Regions from separate parts of the Sus scrofa genome. Here all the other regions are linked to region 1. Evidence: chromatin contacts called from public Hi-C, HiChIP or PLAC-seq and promoter capture Hi-C data. All regions are on one chromosome and are shown on one strand. The core of a region is the stretch at or near the end of the contact, and the rest is flanking DNA. Distances in the headings are between cores, read along the strand shown. Region 1 overlaps LONP2 (lon protease homolog 2, peroxisomal). Region 2 has its middle 18 kb from the start of N4BP1. Region 3 holds the start of N4BP1 (NEDD4-binding protein 1). Region 4 overlaps N4BP1 (NEDD4-binding protein 1). Region 5 overlaps N4BP1 (NEDD4-binding protein 1).

Evidence for each region. Promoter capture Hi-C pulls out the DNA fragments that hold promoters and counts their contacts. Hi-C and Micro-C count contacts between places; a contact is called where the count stands out from the background. HiChIP or PLAC-seq counts read pairs in DNA pulled down with a chosen protein or histone mark.
Region 2: a contact with region 1 is called in a Hi-C map of fetal skeletal muscle, with 4 times the contacts expected there. The contact joins two enhancer-like sites. A contact is called at or near these places in 19 of 47 Hi-C or Micro-C datasets (alveolar macrophages, blood, brain and 11 more) and 2 of 2 datasets of contacts at active chromatin or transcription factors (alveolar macrophages and skeletal muscle).
Region 3: a contact with region 1 is called in a promoter capture Hi-C map of fetal liver, with 4 times the contacts expected there. The contact joins the promoter of N4BP1 here to the enhancer-like site in region 1. A contact is called at or near these places in 4 of 5 promoter capture datasets (fetal liver, fetal skeletal muscle and liver), 17 of 47 Hi-C or Micro-C datasets (brain, embryonic fibroblasts, epiblast stem cells and 9 more) and 2 of 2 datasets of contacts at active chromatin or transcription factors (alveolar macrophages and skeletal muscle).
Region 4: an H3K27ac HiChIP or PLAC-seq map of alveolar macrophages shows a contact between it and region 1. The contact joins two enhancer-like sites. A contact is called at or near these places in 5 of 47 Hi-C or Micro-C datasets (embryonic fibroblasts, fetal heart ventricle, omental adipose tissue and 2 more) and 2 of 2 datasets of contacts at active chromatin or transcription factors (alveolar macrophages and skeletal muscle).
Region 5: an H3K27ac HiChIP or PLAC-seq map of skeletal muscle shows a contact between it and region 1. The contact joins two enhancer-like sites. A contact is called at or near these places in 16 of 47 Hi-C or Micro-C datasets (alveolar macrophages, brain, embryonic fibroblasts and 10 more) and 2 of 2 datasets of contacts at active chromatin or transcription factors (alveolar macrophages and skeletal muscle).

Annotation. Positions count from the first base shown.
Region 1 is chr6:36,433,628-36,438,037 of Sscrofa11.1, reverse strand. All of the region lies in intron 7 of LONP2 (lon protease homolog 2, peroxisomal), which reads left to right. Among named protein-coding and RNA genes, the nearest start is that of ABCC11, 26 kb to the left of the region's middle. Within about 2 kb of position 2,512, at least 40 of the 83 cell types and tissues checked have an H3K27ac peak or open chromatin away from gene starts, as enhancers often do. A contact at or near this core is called in alveolar macrophages, brain, fetal liver and 7 more, where this site is marked.
Region 2 is chr6:36,101,517-36,105,926 of Sscrofa11.1, reverse strand. No RefSeq gene overlaps it. Among named protein-coding and RNA genes, the nearest start is that of N4BP1, 18 kb to the left of the region's middle. Within about 2 kb of position 2,351, at least 21 of the 83 cell types and tissues checked have an H3K27ac peak or open chromatin away from gene starts, as enhancers often do. A contact at or near this core is called in alveolar macrophages, fetal skeletal muscle and skeletal muscle, where this site is marked.
Region 3 is chr6:36,119,988-36,124,397 of Sscrofa11.1, reverse strand. N4BP1 (NEDD4-binding protein 1) reads right to left here and starts at 2,209. Exons shown (of 7, transcript XM_003126990.5): 1 at 1,920-2,209. The coding sequence starts at 2,117.
Region 4 is chr6:36,151,295-36,155,704 of Sscrofa11.1, reverse strand. It overlaps N4BP1 (NEDD4-binding protein 1), which reads right to left. Exons shown (of 7, transcript XM_003126990.5): 2 at 1-959. Among named protein-coding and RNA genes, the nearest start is that of N4BP1, 31 kb to the right of the region's middle. Within about 2 kb of position 1,989, at least 5 of the 83 cell types and tissues checked have an H3K27ac peak or open chromatin away from gene starts, as enhancers often do. A contact at or near this core is called in alveolar macrophages and skeletal muscle, where this site is marked.
Region 5 is chr6:36,171,638-36,176,047 of Sscrofa11.1, reverse strand. N4BP1 (NEDD4-binding protein 1) reads right to left here. Exons shown (of 7, transcript XM_003126990.5): 7 at 1-2,826. The coding sequence ends at 2,469. Among named protein-coding and RNA genes, the nearest start is that of N4BP1, 52 kb to the right of the region's middle. Within about 2 kb of position 1,772, at least 16 of the 83 cell types and tissues checked have an H3K27ac peak or open chromatin away from gene starts, as enhancers often do. A contact at or near this core is called in alveolar macrophages, omental adipose tissue, retroperitoneal adipose tissue and 1 more, where this site is marked.

The sequences.
Region 1 (4,410 bases), core at 1,263-3,762:
TCACAGCTCACGGCAACGCCGGATCCTTAACCCACTGAGCAAGGCCAGGGATCGAACCCGCAACCTCATGGTTCCTAGTCGGATTCGTTAACCACTGCGCCACGACGGGACCTCTGAGAATATGATACTTTTAAAACATCTTATTTTCCATTTGTCTTCTTCATGAGATCCTTAGGCAGGGATGGGAAACTATTTCAGAAACTTTTTCTTAGAAAATGATTCTTTTTAGTCTCTTTTATTTGCCTATTTACGGTTCTTTAGGCACTGAAGAAAAATCCTTCCAAAATTTTAATAGCTAAGCAATGATAGCTGCAGATTAGGTCAGGAAATTGACTTGGGTCATCCTTTCAGGCAATTCCAACCATGTTTTTGTTGTCCGTGCTTATTCTCACATGTGCCACTAGAGGCTGTAGTTTGCTTTTGTAAAGAAATGGGCATCCTGGACCAATCTTGGAGAAGCCAGTTCTGGGGTCTAAATCTTCTGATGTTTTGAGCTTTAGGGAGGTATTCTCATGCAAGTGACTTGATTCCTGTATCTTCTTTACTTCCTCCTTTTGCTATCTGTAGTTATTGTGTAGGTATTCCATGGAATTTAGAGAGTGAGTTGGTGCAATTATCATCACGTGCACACAACATGTAGGTATTTGTCCTTACTTCTTCCTGCGTTGGTTGTTACTGATTATTCATTAAGGCTTGAAAAGTGCATAGTGCCTGGCACACAGTGAGCATTCATTAAAACTTAGCTTAAATTAAGATTTTAATTCTGTATCCTCAGTAGGACAAGTTTAGATTTATAAACTTCAGCGTGACTTTTAATAAAATTCAATCTGATTTTTAAATTGTACCCAAAATATCCTGGTTTTGGCATTTATTTAATTAATGTGGCAGGATTGTAGAAAATGTAGTTTCTGTGATGTTTGTTCATAGGTAATATGTACTGTCATAATCCCACCACTTGTTAGGAACATGGCGAGTTTAGACAGACTTCTGGGTTTCTTTCTTTTGTGCGTGCATGCGTGCGTGTGTGTGTGTGTGTGTGTGTGTGTTTGTGTTTGTCTTTTTAGGGCTGTACCCGTGGCATATGAAGGTTCCCAGGCTAGGGGTCCAATTGGAGCTGTAGCCACTGGCCTATGCAAGAGCCACAGCAACACGGGATCCGAGCCACGTCTGCAATCTACACCACAGCTCATGGCAACGCCGGATCCTTAATCCACTGAGCGAGGCCAGGGATTGAACACGCATCCTCGTGGATGCTAGTCGGGTTTGTTAACCACTGGGAACTCCGACAGATTTCTGTTTTAAATCTTCACTGAAATTGATATAAAATTTGTTCACTTTTTTCAAGTGAGTATACCTTTGTGTATGTGGCTGTCATTAAGAGAACTGAATCTAAAGAAGATAAAAATTTCTTCTTTTTTTTTTTTTTCCTTTTTATGGCCACACCTATGGCATATGGAAGTTCCCTGGCAAGGAGTCAAATGGGAGCTACAGCTACAGCAATGCCAGATCTGAGCCACATCTGTGACCTACACTGTAGCAATGCTGGATCCTAAACCCACGGAGCAGAGCCAGGGATTGATCGCACATCCTCATGGATACAACATCAGGTCCTTAACCCACTGAGCCATAATGGAAACTCCAAGAATTTCTTTTCTTTTTTTTTTTTTTTTCTTTTTTTTTTCCTTTTTAGAGCTGTACCTGAGGCACGTGGAGGTTCCCAGGCTAGGAGTCGAATTGGAGCTACAGCTGCCAGCTTATGCCACAGCCACACTTGGGACCTAAACCATGTCTGTGACCTACACCACAGCTCACAGAAACTCCGGATCCCTAACCCACTGAGCAAGGCCAGGGATCGGATCCATATCCTCATGGATCCTAGTTGGGTTCCTTAACTGCTGAGCCAGGAAGGGAACTCCAAGAATTTATTTTCTTTATTGAGTCTTTTGTGAAGGGAGCTTTTGTATGTGTAAGTATAAGGTTTTTAGAAATGTATGGTGCATATTGAGGTTATAATCATTGCCAAATAAAAAGTATGTGAATTTGTCTTTTGAGTCATTCTGAAAGCCTGATTTCCGATACACCTTGCTGGTAAGTAAGTACTCCCTAGCCGTCACTGTACCAGACGTTTCATTAAACACTCCAACAACCTGCCCTTGTGCTGTTGGGGTCTTACTCCCCACCCACCCTCTCAATTATCAAAGCCTGGAGAAAATTACGTGAAAACCGGTTTGGAAGCAGGTAGAGAGGGGGCTGTGGTTAACTAGAGGGATGGAGGGATTGGGAGCAGACTGTGCGCCTGTGTCAGAGGTAGGGGTCGAGGAGGCGACTGGAGGGGAGAAAGAACAGTAGAGGATTAGAGCATGACCAGGGGTGGGGTGTGCAGGAACAAGTGGTTCCATGTGACAGTTGAGGCATTTTGGGAACACCCAGGTCATGGCATTTAAGTACTGGTCACATGCTCACAAGCAGAGTTCAGGCGAAGTTTTGTTTTTGCTCAGCCTGAGTAGGCAGCACTGTTCTGCAGCCTTAAAATAGCCAGGGGAAAACAGAGCTGCTTTCTGTTGTCTGTCCTGCTTATTCTCTCGATCCTGTTGTTGACTTTCCCTTTTTGCCCTGCATGGAGCTCCAGCCTTTTGGTAGAAGTACCTGTTTATGTGAAGGAAGATGCTAATACATTCGGAATTGATTTTAAAATCAACCTAAGACATGTCTTTCAGCGTGAAAGTGATCACGAGGCGGGAGATGGGGAAGAAAAAGAAAGACTCGCTTTACGTTTAAATCTGAAACTGGGAACATTATAGGGATCCGACTAAACATTGGCCCATTGTTTTGGTTGATATTATTTTGAGTGGATTAAAGGAAGAATAGTCATATTTATGCTGCATATTAACTAATGCATTTTTTCCAGTCTTAGCCTTTCTCATTTCTCATTATCTCCGTTGGGACTTTTCTAACTACCTTATAAGCCACAGAATGTCTGTTCTCATCTGTCAGTTTTTATGACTTACATTTTTATTTTTAAATCAGTTCATAGGCAGTAAGTATAAAGTGACTTCTTTTAGAATGAAGTTTTATGAAATCATGTTCATGTAACATTCTTTTCTCCATTAGCTGTTCCTCGGTGAATTATATTACTCTTGTGATAGTTCTCAAGTTATTGGTGACGGTAATTCTTTGGAAGTCGCTTACCAAGTGTTTGTTCAGATGATAAAATTTTATCGCTGCCAGGAATCCTTGGCTCAGTTTTCAAACAGAAGAGAAGAAAAATCAACTTTTGCCTTCTCCATTCTTAAATTTTCGTCTGTAACCCGAAATGGCCATGCTTTAAATATTAAATTAGCTCTTTCATTCTTAATCTCTACAAGGGAAAAATAACTGAAGCAGCACGCTTTTAATATATATTTAGCCTAGTGTGCCAGACACATTGCAGTGTGCTCACTAGCCTCCTTATAACCTGTATTTGCATACAGCGCCTCTCTGCCTCTAAACCTTACCGGTTTCTCTTGAGGCCCCAACGCAAGGCTTCCTCCTTTAAGATAAGTGCAGTCGGCTGTGCCCTGCTCTCCTCTGCACTGACCACTTACTGTCTGTTGTGCTCTTTGAATGACTAAATAATACAGGCCTCTGGCATTGCTAATACATACCTGGAGAGAGAAAGTGTAAACATATGAAGCAGGAGCTCTGTAGGATAGGGGTTTTCCCACACCTTCTGCTCCTTTGTGTCACCCGGTGCTGTCGCCACCGCACCAGACATGGCCGAGTAGTAAGTGATCCCTAAGTGCTGTGTGCATTCAGGTCAGATTAAAATGTGATTACGTGTTGGAAGTCATGCAGTCCTTTAGATGAGTGCGTCCAAACAAGTGACTGTCTAAGAAGATTTAGGACTGACTGCTGTAAGAACAATTTGATTTGTTTAGACATGCTGTATTAAAGACTATTTTTAGTTCCTTAAAGACTGTTTTTCTTTTTTAAAAAGAGATCATGAGGATCTCTTTCAGGTTTATTATTTTCTCCAGTTTGAGACGGGTGTGTTTCCCCTTGGAAGAAAATCTGGAAAAGGAAAAAAATTGTCATGTTTTTCTCCCATACAAATGTAATCACTTTTAATATTTTATTCCTGGCCAGACTTTTCATTGGGCACCTTTTGCCCCCACCGTCTTAAAAAAAAAAAAAAAAAACAAAAAAACGATGGAATTATAATCCTATCCTTTCCACTTAACATTGTAACAAACTTTTTTTTTTTTTTTTTTGCTTTTTAGGGCTGCCCTTGTGGCATATAGAGGTTCCCAGACTAGGGGTCTAATCGGAGCTATTGCCTCTGGCCTAGTCCACAGCTCACGGCAATGGCGGATCCTTAACCCACTGAGTGAGGTCAGGGATTGAACCTGTGTCCTCATGGATGCTAGTCTG
Region 2 (4,410 bases), core at 1,102-3,601, 330 kb after region 1:
AAAATGCCTGAGAGCTCTGCTCTATGGCAATAACTTTCTTTTTTTATTTATTTTTATTTATTTATTTTTGCTTTTTAGGGCGGCACCTGTGGCATAGGGAATTTCCCAGGCTAGGGGGTCGAATCGGAGCTACAGCTGCTGGCCTACATCACAGCTCACCCTGCACCACAGCTCCTGGTAATACTGCATCCCCAACCACTGAGCAAGGCGGGGGATCCAACCCGCATCCTCATGGATACTAGCCGGATTCGTTTCCACTGTGCCACAACAGGAACTCTGACTTTCTTTCTTTTTTTTTTTTTTTTTTAATAAATTATAGTTAATTTACAATGTCGTGTCAATTTCTGCTGTACAGCAAAGGGATCCAGTCTTACACATATATGTATATATATACATTCTTTCTCTCATATTATCTTTCATTATGTTCTATCATAAGAGACTGGATCTAGTTCACTGTGCTGTACAATTAGAGCTCACTGCTTATCCATTTTAAATGGATAAGTTTGCATCTGCTAACCCCAAACTCCCAGTCCATCCCACTCCATCCTCCTCCCCTTTGGCAACCACAAGTCTGTTCTCCAAGCCTGTGAGTCGGTTTCTGGTCTGTAGATAGGCTCATTTGTGTATGGCAGTGACTTTCAATCACTCTTCTCCATCAGACTCCCAGGCCTGACTCCTGACCTTCCCACCGAGGTGCGAGGGATGAAGCCAGACAAGCCAGTTTTACCGGTTCCTTCAGCCTCTTCTGAAGCTTGGAGACCAGCCAGGCTTGGGAATCCAGCTGTAAGAGCCGGCAAAGATGAATCAGTGAAACAGGTTCTGCACTTTTGATGTGACAGGGCTTGGCTGGAGCGCCCAGACTTTTTATCTTTTTCTAGGTCTGCCTTTCGTCCTTACCCACCCTGGCCTCTTGAGCAATGACGCTTTGGAGACTCGGGAAGGAAGGGAGGCCAGAGCCAAGAGTGCCACCCTGTGGCAGGAGCCTGGCATTACAGTCCAAAACGCCCCCCAGAGTAGGGACTGAGCGATTTCTGTCTGGGATTATAGGATAGTGACAGCTATATATTATTGAGCCTTTCCAATCCATCTGACACTGTGCCAGGTCCTCCTCATGGATTAGTTTATTTGAAACGCACAACAAGAGTATAAAGTAGGTGCTTTTGTTTCCCCCATGTTGCAGGGGAGCAGAGATGGATAGGGATGAAGGGATTTGCTTAGGGTGGCTGGGAGGTGAAAGCTGGAGCTGGGAGGGAACTCAGGGCAGCCTGGCTCCAAAGCCAGCAATTCTAACAGTTCTGATATATATTCTGATATATTTCCTCTGTGGCAAGAGAAGGCAGCCTTTCTGATGTAGACTGGCAATTTTATTTTATTTTATTATTTTTTTTCACTTTAAAAATTTTTTTTTGGGGGGGGCGCACCCATGGCATATAGAAGTTCCCAGTCTAGGTGTTGAATCAAAGCTACAGCTGCCAGCCTACGCCACAGCCGCAGCAACTTGGGATCCACGTCTCATCTGTGACCTATACCACGGCTCATGACAAAGCCAGATCCCCAACCCACTAAGCAAGGCCAGGGATCCAACCCGCAACCCCATGGTTCCTAGTCGGATTTGTTTCTGCTGTGCCACAGCAGAAACTCCCGTAGACTGGCAATTTTAGACTATTTCCGGACCAATGCTATTTTATTGACTAGAGCCAGGCAATGAGTGCTGGGCCAGGAGTCAGAGACAAAAGGTCTGGCAAAAGAGCCCCTCTCTCCTAACCAGGGACTCAGAAGTCACTCACCTAATCTTTCTGAGCATGTAGGAGAGGGGCAGGGGATACTATTTGAGCTGTTAATCTTACAGCATCTTTGTAGGATCCAGGGAAGCCATTGGGAAACACAAAAATGGATTTAAAATTGCATGGCAGTGGGAAAGGCTAGGGGGTATCTGATATTCTTGCGGGAATAAAAGGTTAAAAATATGTAATTTTCCCTAGCACCTCAAAGCAACTGCCTCAGTCTGAACAGATATGATTATGCTGGGTTAACAATAAACCGTGACATCTCAGCAGCTGAAAGAACACACAATCTTTCTCATCAATGCTACAGGTCCACTACAGGTCAGCCAGGGCTCTGCTCAGCTTAATTACTCAGGGGCCCCAGCCGACAGAGGCTGCCTCTCAACAAATGATCCTAAGACCCTGCAGGCAGTGAAGAGCCTGGGGACCACAGATCTCTGCTTCTGCACAGCCGTGACATGTGACACTCACATTTCATGGGCCAAAGCAGGTGGCGAGACTGTGCATGAGCTCAAGTGGATGGGGGAGGTGCAGCCCTGCCATGTGTTCCAAAGACCGCTGAATGTTTGTGATGAGTAATTTCCTTCTTTCCTCCCTGCTTCTCTTCCTGCCTGCCTGCCCCTTCTCATTCACTGAGTGCCTGCTATGCATAGATGCTGTGATTCAAGCTAGGATTATAGGATAAGACAAAATTCCCGTCCTCAAGGCACACACAATCTCAGGGTGAAGTTAGACCTCTGACACAGGGAGTCCCCATTGTGGCTCAGTGGAAACAAATCTGACTAGTATCCATGAGGACACAGGTGCAATCCCTGGCCTCGCTCAGTGGGTTAAGGATCTGGCATTGCCATGAGCTGTGGGGTAGGCCAGCGGCTGCACCTCTGATTTGACCCCTAGCCTGGGAACCTCCATATGCTTTGGGTGCAGCCCTAAAAAGATAAAAAAAAAAAGTCAGACACAGGAAGCATGGGGAGATCTGTGAGCCCTGAGAAGGGGCAGCCCACTCAGCCAGAGGAGCAGTTAGGGAAGGCTTCCTGGAAGAGGTGGTATTCAAGTCCTCAAGGACAAGCCAGAGAAAAACTGATGAAAGAGGCAGAGGAGAGCTTTTTTGGCAGAGAGGGCAGATGATATAAAGGTATGCAGGAGAGCTTTTTGGCTGCAGTGAAAAATTCTGTAGTCTGGAGTAGGATGGAGGTAGATGAGAGAAAGAGGCATGGTGGGAGCTGGGGCCCAGCTGCATAGGCTGGTGGACGATTTTAGAGTCTGGATTTAGCCTGAGGCAGTGGGGCCATAGAAAGATTTCGAGCAGGGCAGCGACCCCTACTCTGTGGGTTAGGAGGGGCGAGAGCTGGTGGCAGAAAGAGTTAAGAAGCTATTGTGGAGTTCCCGTCGTGGCTCAGTGGTTAACGAATCCGACTAGGAACCATGGGGTTGCGGGTTTGGTCCCTGGCCTTGCTCAGTGGGTTAAGGATCTGGCGTTGCCATGAGCTGTGGTGTAGGTTGCAGACTTGGCTCAGATCCCACGTTGCTGTGGCTCTGGTGTAGGCTAGTGGCTACAGCTCCGATTCGACCCCTAGCCTGGGAATCTCCATATGCCGTGGAAGCGGCTCAAGAAAAGGCAAAAAGACAAAAAGGAAAAAAAAAAAAAAGAAGCTATTGTAATAGCTGGGGGGAGAGGATGGAGAATCACCCTCGGGCAGAGTCTGGGAGAGGAGGATGCCCAGGTCTGACAGGAGGTGCCCAGGGCCAGGCTACAGGACTTTTTTTTTTTTTTAATTAAAAAAATTAAAAAAAAATTTTATGGCAGCATAGAAGTGGAAGTTTTTCCTGCAGCAGATGGAAATTCCAGGCCAGGAATTGAATCCGAGCCTCAGCTGCAATCAGAGCCCCTGTCGTCTGTTTATTAACCCACAGCACTATAGCAGGAACTCCTACAGGACTTGTTTTAAATCAAAAGTGGGGGCAACACCTTAGACATGTCTGAGTTACGAACTGCATGGAACGGATGATATTTATTTATTCATTCAAGATTTTTTTTTCTTCTCACAGCTGAAAGCTGTGCAGCATATGGAAGTTCTCGGGCTAGAAGTCGAATAGGAGCTCCAGCTGCTGGCCTACGCCACAGCCACAGCGACACAGGATCTGAGGCCTGTATGCGACCTACACCCCCAGCTTGTGGAACACCGGATCCTTAACCCACTGAGGGAGGCCAGGGATTGAACCTGCATCCTCACAGACACTACGTCATGTCGTTAACCACTGAGCCACAACAGGAACTCCTGAGACCCCTGCCTTCTTGCCTGGCCTCCCAAGATGCCTTACACACCTTTCCTTTGGACAAGGACCAGTGGGTCTGCTGTTCATGCCTTCCTAGTGCCAGTTGTAACCATGTGATTCTTGGGTTGTTTCAAATGCATTTGGGATGTTCTCAGAAACTCATCTGTCTTTTTGTACTTAACCAGTCTTGGCCACGAGCAATGTCTTCAGCTGTTTGGACCTGTGTCTTACGTGTTGCTTTCTTCTCTTTCTGATTTCATCTGCACAATTTAACTTTTCCTTTGAGATCCTTGGCAATCTGATTTTCCGTGCCATTGTCACCCAAGTCTAGGTCCCTGTTCTCGCCCAT
Region 3 (4,410 bases), core at 960-3,459, 310 kb after region 1:
GGAAAAAAAAAAAAAAGAATTTCTTACAAATGGGAGAGTTGGATAATGAGTAACACGTATAACAAAGATAAATAGGCAGGTGACACATGCTACTGAGATACTGTAAGACACACCTTTTCCAATTAGCTTATGTTGGACTGCACAACAGAAACAGGCACGAGCACTGGAGTTGGGAGGTCCGGCAGGGTTTTTCTGTAGAGCAAAAAAAAAAGAAAGAAAGAAAGAAAAAGAAGCACTTTCCATGCTTGTGGTCAGCCTCGAGTAATGCTGAACTGGGAGCAGGCAGAGGACACAGTAAAAGCAGTGAGGCTAGTGAGACTACAATGGAGGTTTAAGCTGAGAGCTGTTAACGCAGAGAATTGGGAAATTAAAGTGGGGTTGGACTAATAAGGGTTTTGTAAATCAGAGAAGTCTGGAGTGAATAAGACAGACAACAGGAGGCTCGAGGCGATTCCGGGACAGGAGAATGACTTTTTGTGGAAAAATTAGTCTAATGCAAGTTGTGCTAGGGAGAGAAGAAGGGGTGAAGTGAAGACAATAAAGGGAGGGCACAGACCAAGAAAGAAGGTTTTAACTGCTACAAAAGTGATGGAAAAGAAAGGAAGGAATACACCTAAGAGACTTTTAGAAGCCACAATAGGACTTAGACATGTCAAATTTTTTCGCCTTCAGGAGTGGGAGAAATTGAGTGGCTGGGGTGAAAACAAGGAGGGAGACCAGTTGTCGGAAATCAGATCATTGGTTTCAAAAAATCAGGAACAGGAAAGCTAACTTGACTCAACATCTGCAGTGCTTTAAATCAAGCTGTGGAGAAGAATCAGGCTATTACGTTTCCTAATTCCTCTAAACATATTAAAAGCAAGCATTCAGGGTTCTTAATCTAAGAAAGCCAGAAGTTACAGCTAATCAGATCCTTCCAGGACACTGTGAAATTTCCCTCCCTCAGAGGGGTCATCATTTGGGAGATGGGTATTAAGGACAAGCACCACCCCAGTCTGAATCCTGACTCTCCCACTTACTCAATGGGAAAACCTGGAGGAACCTGGCTCCCCAGAAGTCTTGCTGTCTTTTGGCTTGAGGAAGGAAGGGAATAGCTGAAGGTGTCCAAAAGAGGTATAAGTCTGAAATGCTGATTTAGAGAGAGGGTGAGTCACCTCTTCGAAAGTTTCAGTTTCCCCAGCTGTTTAAGACAGGAAGACAACAAAAATCTACCTCACTGGATTTTTTAAGGAATCCTTCTGCAGTACTTAACGTCTGAGGTGCTATAACCATTCAATAAATGTTAGTTGTACGTAAAATCGATACAGGGAACAAAGCTATTCTAAACACTGTTATAAACATCCCTCTCTTCTTGATGTTCTGAGGAACGTACTACCAACATGGTTTTGCTCACTCTTTCAAAAGGGGTCTGACACCCCCCCCAAAGGTTCAGAACCCCTTTGAACCTTCCCAGAGGAGACCTGGGAAGAGAAAAGCGGCTGAGGTGGTGGGCCAGAAAGCTGCGGGCCCAGCCATCAGGTCCTGCGCACCAGCCCGAGGGCTAGGGGGGAAAGACAACAACAGGCAACATTCTTAGCTCGTTCACTCCTTGCCAGTCACTGTGCACCGCGCTTTACACAATCACCTAATCGAATCCTCGCGAAAGCCCTTCAAGTCAAGTGCTGTCGTCAGCGCCACTCTACAAACAGGGAAACTGAGGCGCCGAGGATAAAACCGCTAACCCAAGGTCACATGGCTCGAGAGCCGAGGCTCGGGAGATTGCACTCCCACCATCGCGCGTCGCGGAGTCCGCGCATGAAGGGCAAGAAGGAAAGGGTGTGTGGGGGTGCCCAGGGACCCCGACCGACGGAAAGCTGCGCGCGCGCGCGCTGGGGCCGGGCCGGGGAAGGCGATCGCGCGGGGGCGGCGGCCGCACTCACCTTGGCGCTGTGCACCGCCTCCTGCGCCCCGAGGAGCTGCAGCCAGATGCGCGCGGGCAGAGGTTCCTCGGCCCCGAGCGCGCCGAGCACCGCCAGGCTCACGCCGAACAGGCCCTCGATGCGGCCGCGGCTCCGCTCCAGCAGCGCCGCCTTCTCGGCTGGCGCCGTAAATTCGTCCAGCACCGCCCGGGCCGCCATGGCGGGCGCGGCCTCCCGCGGCGGCGCCGGGGGCCGGCGGCGGCGACGCCCCCTCAGCGTGCTGCCGCTACACTCGAGCCGGTCAGTCGGCGTCGGCCCTCCCGGCCGCCTCGCCTCGGCCCGCGCCCCGCCGCCTGCCCGGAGGCCCGGCTACACCATCCCCGCGCGGCCGCCACAGCTGGGCAACTGCGGGGAAATAGCCCCTGCGCCGCTGCCGTCGCCGCTGCCGCCGCCGCCGCCGCCGCCGCGGGCCGGGCCCCGCAGCCGCGCCTGCGCACCGCCCGCCGCCGTCATTGAGAATCGCCGCCCCCGAGGGGCTGGGGCTGGAGTGTAGGCGACGGAGGCGACGTCACGCGCAGTCGCCATGCTTGTTTAGGGCAGAACGAAGGCAGGAACCTGGGCTGTCTTTGGTGAGGGTGCGACGCTTTGGGCGACCTGGTGGATGGTGAATTTCTGGATTTACAGTTGAGGTGGAGGCTCCGAGCCAGTAGGCGGGACGGAGCCGGTGTCACACAAGGGATCTGGCTTTTCTTCAGACATCTTGCAGCCCAATCTAGGGCTCTAACAGATTGAGTTATCGGCTTCTCAGTAATTGACCGATGGTTTTTCTCTCTTCCTCCTTCCTTCTCTCCCTCCCCCACCCTCCTGTCTCCCTGCCTGTCCTTTGCTTCCCTCTTTCCATTACTTTACTTTGTTCTTAAATAAAAATGTTGACGGGAAGAGAAGAAAATGGGAGTAATGTGTATGGTGATTTGAAAAGCAAAGAAATAATTAGGGAAAATTCAGAAGAGTGGTTTCTTCTGAGTGGGGAGGAGGAGAATGTGACATAGAAGTACCAGAAGTGGGGGATTAGGGGCTCTTCCATGATGTCAGTGGGGGTTTGGGAAAGTATACCCTAAGCCCTCTCCAGGTCCGTTTTCCCATCTGTAAATTCAACAGTTGCTCTTAGTTATCTCCAAAGTCTTTCCAGGTTTTTCATTCTCTGAGTCCATGGAAACAGGTTGTGGAAGATAAAGTGGTTTCCTTTGGGCTAAATGTTGGATAATTAGATACCATGATAATTAGGAACCATGAACGTACTTGTCTATGTTATACTGTCTCGTCTGTCAATGTAGATAACAATAGTACTTCCTATTATTGTGAAAATTAATATATAGTACCTGGACACGGTAAGTGAGCACCAAGTAGTAGCTGTTATTACTAAATTAGCCATATACTAAAGGCTTCATTTTCACAGAAAAGTTTTGTATGGATTATGCAGCCATACTGACCATGTGAGCCTGGGGGTCCCCTCCCTCTGTATAGATTCCCCCTTGAGGAGAAAGAAGGGGATCTAAAGATGTGGCAGTTGGAAAGGCCAAGGGGGAATGGTTTTGGTAAGAGGGAATACCCGAGGTAAAACCTCAAGGATCCGGGCTGCTGGGGTTTTCCATTTGCCTCAGAAGTTCAGGCAGGTGTGATCCCCTAGTGCCCCACCTAAAGATGACTCAGCACAGGGAAGAGAACCACTAGGTTCACAGACAGACAACTTCCTGTTCCCCTGGGCTTTTCCCTTGGTGTCTACACAGCCAGCAGCCTTCCTCCATCAGGTAGATGACCTGAGATTGGCTGAGACAGGTCAGATTGGTATTCCCTTACCAATACGTTGCACCCAGAGCTGGAGTGGCCTCGAAGATAAATTGCACCCTGAGCTGGAGTCAGCACAACACGTTATTTCCTGTCTTCTGGGTTCACTCACCTTAAATGGAGTTGCTATTGTTCAGTGATTGGACAAGGGCTTTCCCCGGCACAGTTCCTGTTTGCATCCCTGCTGGTGATTGTTTATTACTTAATTGTTAGGGTGGGAAAGAGGGCTGCTTTGAAAAGCAAAGGACAACTCCCCCACCCCACCCCCCACCCCAAACCTCTCCTAAAACAACACTAGTTGTCCTTACACACAACTGTAAAAGAAAGTTGGGCCCTTAGACTGTGTCCGTAAGTCTCTGGATTAGTGTCTCCCCAGAGATACAGCTTTGGGGGTTTTCCCCAGTTCAGAATACTTGCCAGTTCATATCTGGTCAGCGTTTCCCTTTAGGGAACTCTCAAGATTTCCTGAGTGTAGGGAATGAGGAGAGAAAGGGAGAGAGAGAAATCCCCTTTTAAGAAACTCCCTTTGCTTCCTATCGTTTCTGAACCACAGCTTCCACTGGTTGGCCAATCTTGCCTACCTGGCTGGCCTCACCACCCAGGACAGTGGACTCCAGGGAGAAGACCTTCACGGACTCTATATTCCAGACCCTTTATCTAACTTTTT
Region 4 (4,410 bases), core at 740-3,239, 280 kb after region 1:
TTCTCAATTTCCTCCAACAGCAATAATGGTTCAGTAGTTGGCCCGTACTCCCTAATGACCTTTTCAACAATTTCTTGAGAATAGCCCATGGTTTTAAAAAAGTTGACGAGGATATTGTATTCCATTTCCTCAGTAGTGTCTTTTACATCTGGATTTAAATTTTCGGCATCAGTAGAAGAATCAGATAGGTCAATGATTACATTTCCAGCTAATGTCTTACCTTCATGTAAAAGCTCTCCCTCTTGAACATTTTCCAGAGAAAATTGTTTCTTGGTATGCCTTTCTTCAGAATCAGAAAATCTCCTTTTGTGACAAACTCTATCTTTGGAAAGCGCCTCTTCATCTGGGGTTAGTCCATTTATTGGAACAAAAAGGACATCTTGTGAGCTAGAAAAGACTGTGTCCATTTGTTTTGTAAGCTCAGTAACGGGAGTCCCAGCTTTGTTTCTTGCATCTTCCTGCAAAACAATTTCATCTCTGGAAATATTCAGCCCTGCGGCAGCACTCTGCGTAAACTCTCTTTGTTTAGAATCTCTAATTTCAACAACATCATTGTCTCCTGTTTCAAATAGATTCTCCTCGCCCTGGGTCAGTGCCAAAAGTTCTTTTTTCAAGGAAGTGGGCAAAATCAACAAGTCCATTGTGTAACTGTCTGCACGAGCTTCAACAAATTGTTTAAATTCCCTTTTTACCTCTGATTCTTTTTGGCTGTTGGGTAGGTTCTCATTATTCTCGAAGAGCTTTACAAACTGCTGAATGTGACTCCGAGCCATGACCACAGCTTCGGCACTTCCTCTGATGCCCAGAAGACCGATGTCGAGAATGCAGAGATCGGCACAGGTGTCCTGAATCAAGCTCTTCAGAAACAGGCTCTGAGCCCCAACAAAAATGCAGTGCATGGCCTTGGGGTAACATTCTCTTTCTTCTAGTTCAGGTTCACAGATTCCTTTAATATATTCCTGCAAAGAGAAGAGAAGAAAAATGAGATCAATTTACCAAAGCTCCTTACAGCACATATATTATGTTACACGTGAGATTACAAATGTCAAGCTGTATAAAAATCCAGAGCATGCTGGGAGTTCCCATGGTGGCTCAGCAGAAACGAATCTGATTAGTATCCATGAGCATGCGGGTTCGATCCCTGGCCTTGCTCAGTGAGTTAAGGATTGGTGTTGCTGTGAGCTGTGGTGTAGGTCGCAGACAGGGCCTGGATCTGGCCTTGCTGTGGCTGTGGTAGAGGTGGTTACAGCTCGGACTCGATCCGTAGCCTGGTAACTTCCATATGCTGTGAGTACAGCCCTAAAAAGATTTAAAAAAAAAAAAAAAAAAGCATGCTAATATCTTTGGGGAAGATACCACATTTTATCTAAAATATTTAAAATAACAAATATAAGTTGCTTAACTGTTTTCAGAGGAACTGAAAACTGTGCATCTAAGTCTAAAAGGCAGGTATTTATATCATTTTTCAATAGTGTATCTTGCCATGTGATCTTAGGGGTCTGCCCAGCTGCACAGTGGTTAATGACAAGACTGGATTTATTTACGTCTATAAACAATAAACATCTTTGCTTGCTACTAGTCACTTTTTAAAACTATGATATAATTAAGAGAGAAGATAATCAAGTCAAATAACTTTTACTCCAGAACAAACCCTGACTTTTGCTTTGCTACTACTGTTTCCAAATAAAACAGACTGATTTAAAAAACAAAACAAAACAATAAATTAACAAAAAACAAAAACAAAACTTTCCAGCTGCCTGGAACAATGTATATGCTATATAATTTTATGTCTATTTACTAAGAAAGACCAGGCTATTTAAATGTAGATCTAAATATAAAGAACCACAAAGTGCAGAGTAGTACTGCCATTCTCAGAGATAAGGCTAGGGTTTCTAGTGAATTGGTATTGAAAGAGGTCTGAACAAGGTAAGAAAGGGAACTGGGTTCTTGAGCAATTCGGTTGCCACTGGAGGCAGAAGTGTGAATCACGTAAACAAGGGGGCACTCACAGTGACCGTGGAACATACTTGCTAATAACTTGAGCACTGCAGTCAGCTCCTAGGCTCAAATTCCAGCCTTACAACTGGTGACCTTGCTCAAGTTACCAAGCCCCTCTGAGCCCAGTTTCTGCAACTGTGAGAGGCTAATGCTATCTTAGGTGTTTTGAGGAAATTCAATGAGAATGTAAAGTTTTGACAACAGTGTCTGACAGGTGTTGACTAAATAATAAAAGCACTGTTACTTAAATTAGCAGTGAAAACTTTTTGGACAGACAGCTGTAAGACATAAGCCTGGCAATACCTGATCTACACTTTCAACCAAAATTAGAATTGCGTTATCCAAAATGGTATTATTTAAAAATTCAACTTGTGTATCACCAGTTACGATGAGGTTTTACAAACTTGGACCTACTAGGTATACTTGCTCTCATAATGGCCACATATCTTCCATGAGAATTTATATACAAGTGTGTACATATTCCTTCTTTACACATTTCGCATTACAAAATTCCTGTGAGGAGGAGTTCCCACTGTGACTCAGTGAGTTAAGAACCTGTTGTCCCAATGAGGATGCAGGTTCAATCCCTGGCCTCACTCAGTGGGTCAAGGATCCGGCACTGCTGTGGCTGTGGCATAGGCCTCAGCTTCAGTTCCAATTCAATCCCTGGCCTGGGAACTTCCATATGCCACAGGTACGGCTGTAAAAAGGAAAAAAAAAAATTCCCAGCAGGAAACGAAACACCAGAAATACAAGGAAAGTGCCAATTTGGAAAAGCTCAACCCAAGCAGTATAATGTCCAGTCATGAGTTCTTTACTTCTTTATGTTCTTTTGGATAAACCTGGAATATTTGTGAGCGTGGTGATAACTGGTGCTGGACAGAGGAGCTTTTTTTTTTTGGCTTTTTAGAGCAGCATCTGTGGCATTATAGAAGTAGAAGTTCTCATGCTAGGGGTCAAATTAGAGTAGCAGCTGCCAGCCTACACCACAGCTCACGGCAACACTGGATCCTTAACCCACTGAGCAAGGCCAGAGTTTGAACCTGAATCTACTAGTCAGATTTGTTTCCATTAAGCCACAATGGGAACTCTGCCTTTTTTGGGTGTCGGGGACAAGTGGGGCATATGGAGGTTCCCAGGCTAGGAGTCAAAGTGGAGCTACATCTGCCTGTCACAGTCACAGCCACGAGGGATCCAAGCTACATTTGTGACCTACACCACAGTTCACGGCAATGCCAGATCCTTGTTCTACCAAGCAATGCCAGGGATCGAACACACATCCTCATGGATACCAGTTGGATTCATTTCCACTGCGCCACAAGGAACTCCCAGTTTTGTTTTTTTTTGTTTTTTTTTAAGAACAGTTTATTAGAGCTACTTTTGTAAGACAGTAATTGTGTTAAACACAAAGTATAGTAATTGACTGTCCTTTATTCCTAGATGTGCAAGCAGAGTGTTAAATACTGACGTGAGCATCCTTTAAGGCCTCCAAATAGACATTTTAACTACCACTTGTTTGAACTTATACTGCATTTAGATTGTGGTTTGAAGCTATTTATTTTTATTCTGAAATAATTATAGGTTCATGAGAAGCTGCAAAGATAACACATAAAGGTTCTGTGTACTTTACCCAGTTTCCTCCAACCATTACAGCATACATTATTATAGTACAAAATCAAAACCAGGACACTGACATGGATGCAGTGGGTGTATGCAGTTCTATGCCATTTTATCACATGTGTAGATTCATGAAAACACAACTTCAATCAAGATACAGAATTAGGGGAGTTCCTGTCGTAGCTCAGTGGAAACAAATTTGACTAGTGTCCATAGGATGTAGGTTCGATCCCTGGCCTCACTCAGTGGGTTAAGGATCCAGCATTGCCATGAGGTACAGTGTAGGCCTGCAGCTGCAGCTCCAATTCAACCCCAAGCCTGGGAACTTCCATACGCCACAAGTGTGGCCCTAAAAAGACAGGGAAAAAAAAAAAAAAAAAAAAAGGATACAAAATTATTCTATCACCACAAAGATTTCCTTCATGCTACCCTTTCATAGTCACATATTTAGTCCACTTCCATGCCTACCATTGGCAATCACAAGGCTGTTTTTGTCTTTATAATTTTGTGACGTCAAAAATGTTACATAACCAGAATTATGCGGTATGAGCCCCTTTTTTTGGCACTGTATATTTTTTTTTCCTTTTGGAGGCATACCTGCAGCATGTGGAAGTTCCCAGGCTAGGGGATGAACTGGTGTGGCATGCCAGCCAATGCCACAGCCTTAGCAACGCCATATCCAAGCCATGTCTGTGACCTACACTGCACCTTGTGGCAACGCCAGATCCTTAACCCAGAGAGCGGGGCCAGGGATCAAACCTGCATCCTCATTCATACTAGTTGGGTTCTTAACGT
Region 5 (4,410 bases), core at 523-3,022, 260 kb after region 1:
GTTAAACCAGTCCTTCTTTTGCCTTCAGAGGTGGCAGCCTGAGGCCTGGGAATCACTCAGCATCACCGCCTCCTTACTCTTTAACTCCGGACGAGCTCTCCAGGCACCAGACTTGTCTATTGGACAAGGGGGGGGGGGGTCCTCTGCCCTGACACCCACTTCATAGGAACACTGTGAAATACAGGATGCAGAGCCACCACGCACGGCAGCCTAGAGGAGTTATAAGCAGCACTGCTGCTGACGCCCCCAAAGTGGTAGCTTAGAAATCTACCACGGGAGGTGGACCATCGAAAACTATTTCGTAGCGTCAACACTGAGCTTAGTACTAGGAGGAGTCTGAGAATAGGAATAACTTTGTAAATAATGGTTTGAGAATTGAGTTTTTAAATATTAAATATAACTCAACTTGAGAGACTTTAGAAAGAATTATGAATTTTGTTTCAAGTTATAATTGTCCAAGGTGAGTGAGTAATGCTGTTCTGAACTCTTCACACCTCATCATCTGCATTTCTTCCTTCCTGTACCCAAGAATGAGGAAAGGGGCAGAAAGAGCTCTCAGAAACAATACTAAGACCTTGGAAGTTCACATATGCAAAGGCCAAGTCACTTCTAGATTCCAGAAAACTCCTGACCTCTAGGTATCAGTGGAGGCTCCACCCCCTTCCAGGAAGACCTGCGATGAAGCCCTGGCAACCGAGACACACCCCCTGGGTCCTTCTCTGAAACTGGAGGGCTGGATTGGCAAGGCCACGGGCCCAAACCTTGACCTGGAAGGTCGGAGTCACTGCAGACGGCCCTAGCCCTCAACAGTCTGCTGTCATTTTTAAAAACCACCAGTTGTGAAGCTGAGGCACAGGTGCTGTGACTGAAGTCACTTCCTGGCCAGACTCGAGTCTTCTCACTCCACATCCGAAGCTGGGTGGGTGCCTCGGCCCAACCTGCTCCACAGCTGACAACCAATTTCACGGCATGGTGCAGCTTAAGAGCAGCCAGGAGTAAAGAGAGCTGAAGCACAAGGCTGGCCACCTGCAGGACTCTGGACTCACCCCCCGAGGGGTGTGGGGATCACACATGCCTGGAGGGAGCACTGTGGGGAGCCACCCACATCGCTCATGGCCGACGAAGTCCTCTCACCACGAAGAACAAACCAGCACCAAGGCCTCGGCAGCGTTTCGGGGGCCAGAAGAGAAGTGAGCTACAGGGCAGATGTAAAACTGACCGTGAGCAGCCTGTGGAGGGAACAGGTATAAAATACAAAGCCCTTTGAAGGTCAGGAGAACACTCAAGATGTTAGGAATTAATTTTCCAGAAAAAGAATTTCACTGACACAAAACATTGGGCCACACTGAAAACACAATACTGAGATATCTGTTCTGAGAAAGACTCAGGGGAAAGGCAGCTTAGGAGGACACTAGAGACAAACACAGGAAAAATAAATACGGGGCTCTGGGCCCCCACAGAAGCGACTGATGCTATTTACTGGCTTGGGTCATTTTTGAGAATAGAAAACCTTTTTTTTTTTTCTTTTTTTTTTTTTTTTGGCAAAGCTGCACAAACTTCATATGGGGCATTTCCCATGGTTGTGGACACAAAAGTACTCTCACAATGAGGCTCTTCACTTGACTTCCTCACACCTCACTATTACCTCAGAAGCGAAGACGTGACTTCTAGAGTCCGTCAGGGACAGCAAGCCCTGGACAGGAGTCCGGTCCACAGCTGTGGACTTGGGTGCGTCCAGACGGGGGCACTCTGAGCCCAGCTCCCTCTGCTGCAGGGAGGAGGGAAGAGGGGCTGGACTAGATGGACTCTAGTTTCTTCCAGCCCTGATACTCTATGCGGCCACCTTTGCCCTGGTCACTAATAATGGCTGAGTACAAGGTGCCATCTAGTGGCACCACTGGTCCACTCTCACAAATGGCTCCAACGACAAGACCCCAGAGAAGGCAAGTTAACTCCAAGGGCTCTAATTCCAGGGGTGAGGGTAGAGGAAGCTGGGAGGGATGAGCACGCTGCATGTTAGTGGACGTGACATAGTCATCTCAAGAAAATATACTTTAAGAGGTCTTGCTTTCCCTAAGAAAGCAACTTTTTTTTTTTTTTATTTAGAAAGGCTAATCATATCCATTTGTCAATATTTTCAGCGTTAAGGAAAATAGTTTAAAAAACATAAAAATGTAAGTACACTCAAGAGTAACTGCTATTAAACAGTTCTGAACAGGCAGAAAATGTAGACTTTCCTTTTACAGAAAATGTTAAATCTGTAATAGCAGCATAATTTATATATAGAAAAAAAGCTGGTTTTGAAAACCCAGATTTTTTTTATACACAGAACATCTGTTTTTTTTCTATACACTACAACAGCATTTCCACTGGGAAATTGGTTTCTTCACATTACGTCACTTGCGGCTGTGCCGTGCGGATACCAGCGCGAGTGCGTCCTCAGCCCTGAGCCCCAGCTCCTGACAGCTTCAGTCCAACACCATGGCGGAGAGCGCGTTCAGATCTTTCATGTACGGATGAGCTGCTAAGATCTGGTCGATTTTCAGTCTTTGCTCTGAGTCAGGGAAGATCTTCAGAAGGGCTTCCCTCAGCTCGTTGGTTTCGGCAGCAGATCGCTGTGCTGGCATGGGCAAGTTCTGCTGGATGCTGGACAGGTTCGACAACAGCGGGAAGCGGGGTTGCTGAGGAAGCCAGTGGCTGGGTGGCGTGCCCTGGATCCGGGCCGGAGGCTGATGGCTGGTGCTGCCTGCCTGAGGGCCAGGGACTCTGAAGTTGGGGTCAAATATGCCCACATTTGGCAGGGCGTTGAGCAGGGGCTGCATATCTCTGTGAATGGAAGCAAGTCCTGGTGAGCTGGGTTATAAGTAAGAAATCTGTCTGAAAACACCAGCTGCTGACCTTGAGGCTCAAGGGGCTCCTGCTCCCGGGCCTCTGAAGGCAAGATGTAGGACTGCAGCCACAGCACACCTGGCAGCTGCCCACAGAGGGGCCCGCCGGGATGCCACTGACACCAACTCCAGACTGCTCTTGACAGGGAATGATGGCTCTTCACGAGCAACTCCACCTCCCTGGCCTGCTGCTGGGAAGACTGGCCGACCTGGCTGCCTGGCTCTAGATCAGGCGCACAAGAGTCACCTGGGAGCTTTCAAAAGATCTGGAAACAGGGCCCGTGTCTTCTTCGGAATCTGATTCTCTGTGGGGAGCTGGTTGACGGGCTCAGAAAAAGGAACCCACTTTGGGCAGAGAGGCCTGGGTGAGATGCTGATGCCCATATGAGTATGTATAAGGGAGTGGGCACAGGGCATCCACACTGTTAAAACAGCCTCCCCCTGGACTCTGACTGCAGCTGAAAAGAGGCTGGAGAAACACTTTTCCCAACTTCAAAAGGTCAGTCCCTCTGTGGGGGGCAGCAATCACCAACCTCTTACTCAATTAGTTAACACTTTTGTAAGGAGCCATTAGGTGAGCAGGGAATGACCCTGCTGCCAGGCTGCTGAGGTTGCAAAAGGAGCCAGAGAACGCTCCTTCCATTAAGTCTGAGCCTTGGCATTGATGCTTGCACACAGGCCTCAGGTCTTAAAGCCGAGCAGAGGATTTCCAAGTTAAGACTTCTGGAAGAAAAATGACAGGTACAGACAGCCAGCAGGTGTTAAAAAATGGCTGCTATGCTCCTGGTGCAGGCAGAGAAGCAGAACCTTTGGGAACTAAGTCTTCACCTGTGTAATAAAACCCAAAAGCGAAATGATACACAAGACCAGGGAGCTAAAATCATGCTGGTCTCCTGTGCAGAACATGTATGAGCCATATGCCCTTTTCCAATCCAAACCCAAAACCCCCAAAAGGCCCGATATATATGGAAAGGATCAGCTATAAAGCCTCACTGCCTTAAAAAGCTGCGAGAGCAGTGCCTCTAATTCTTTTCAGTTTAGAGCCCGATAGTATACCCACACAAGTATGTGCTGAGAAATACACAGAAATGTAGCCTATATCAGTTTTAGGGAAAAAGGAAAGGTCTATCATTGGGGTATATGATCTGTCAGTTAAGCATACAGGATATTTTAGTTAACAGTGTATACTACCTGAGAATTCTGAAAATAGAAATAACCAATAGCAATGTATCCTTAACATAACAAACAAACCCCCCAAACTACAACAAAGAAAACCTAAATTAGCAAATCGATTTTGGATAAATATGGAATATTGGCTTCTTCATTCAGTGGAGGTACAAAGAAACAGTTTCCCAGGTAATGATTTCTGAAAATAAATTAATATAAGCATAAAATATGCAAAGCAAATGACTTGGGAAAATGAACTTAAAAAAAAAAAAAAGATATTTAGAAGTTCCTGTTGTGGCACAGTGGAAACAAATTTGACTAGGAACCACAAGGTTGTGGGTTCGATCCCTGGCCT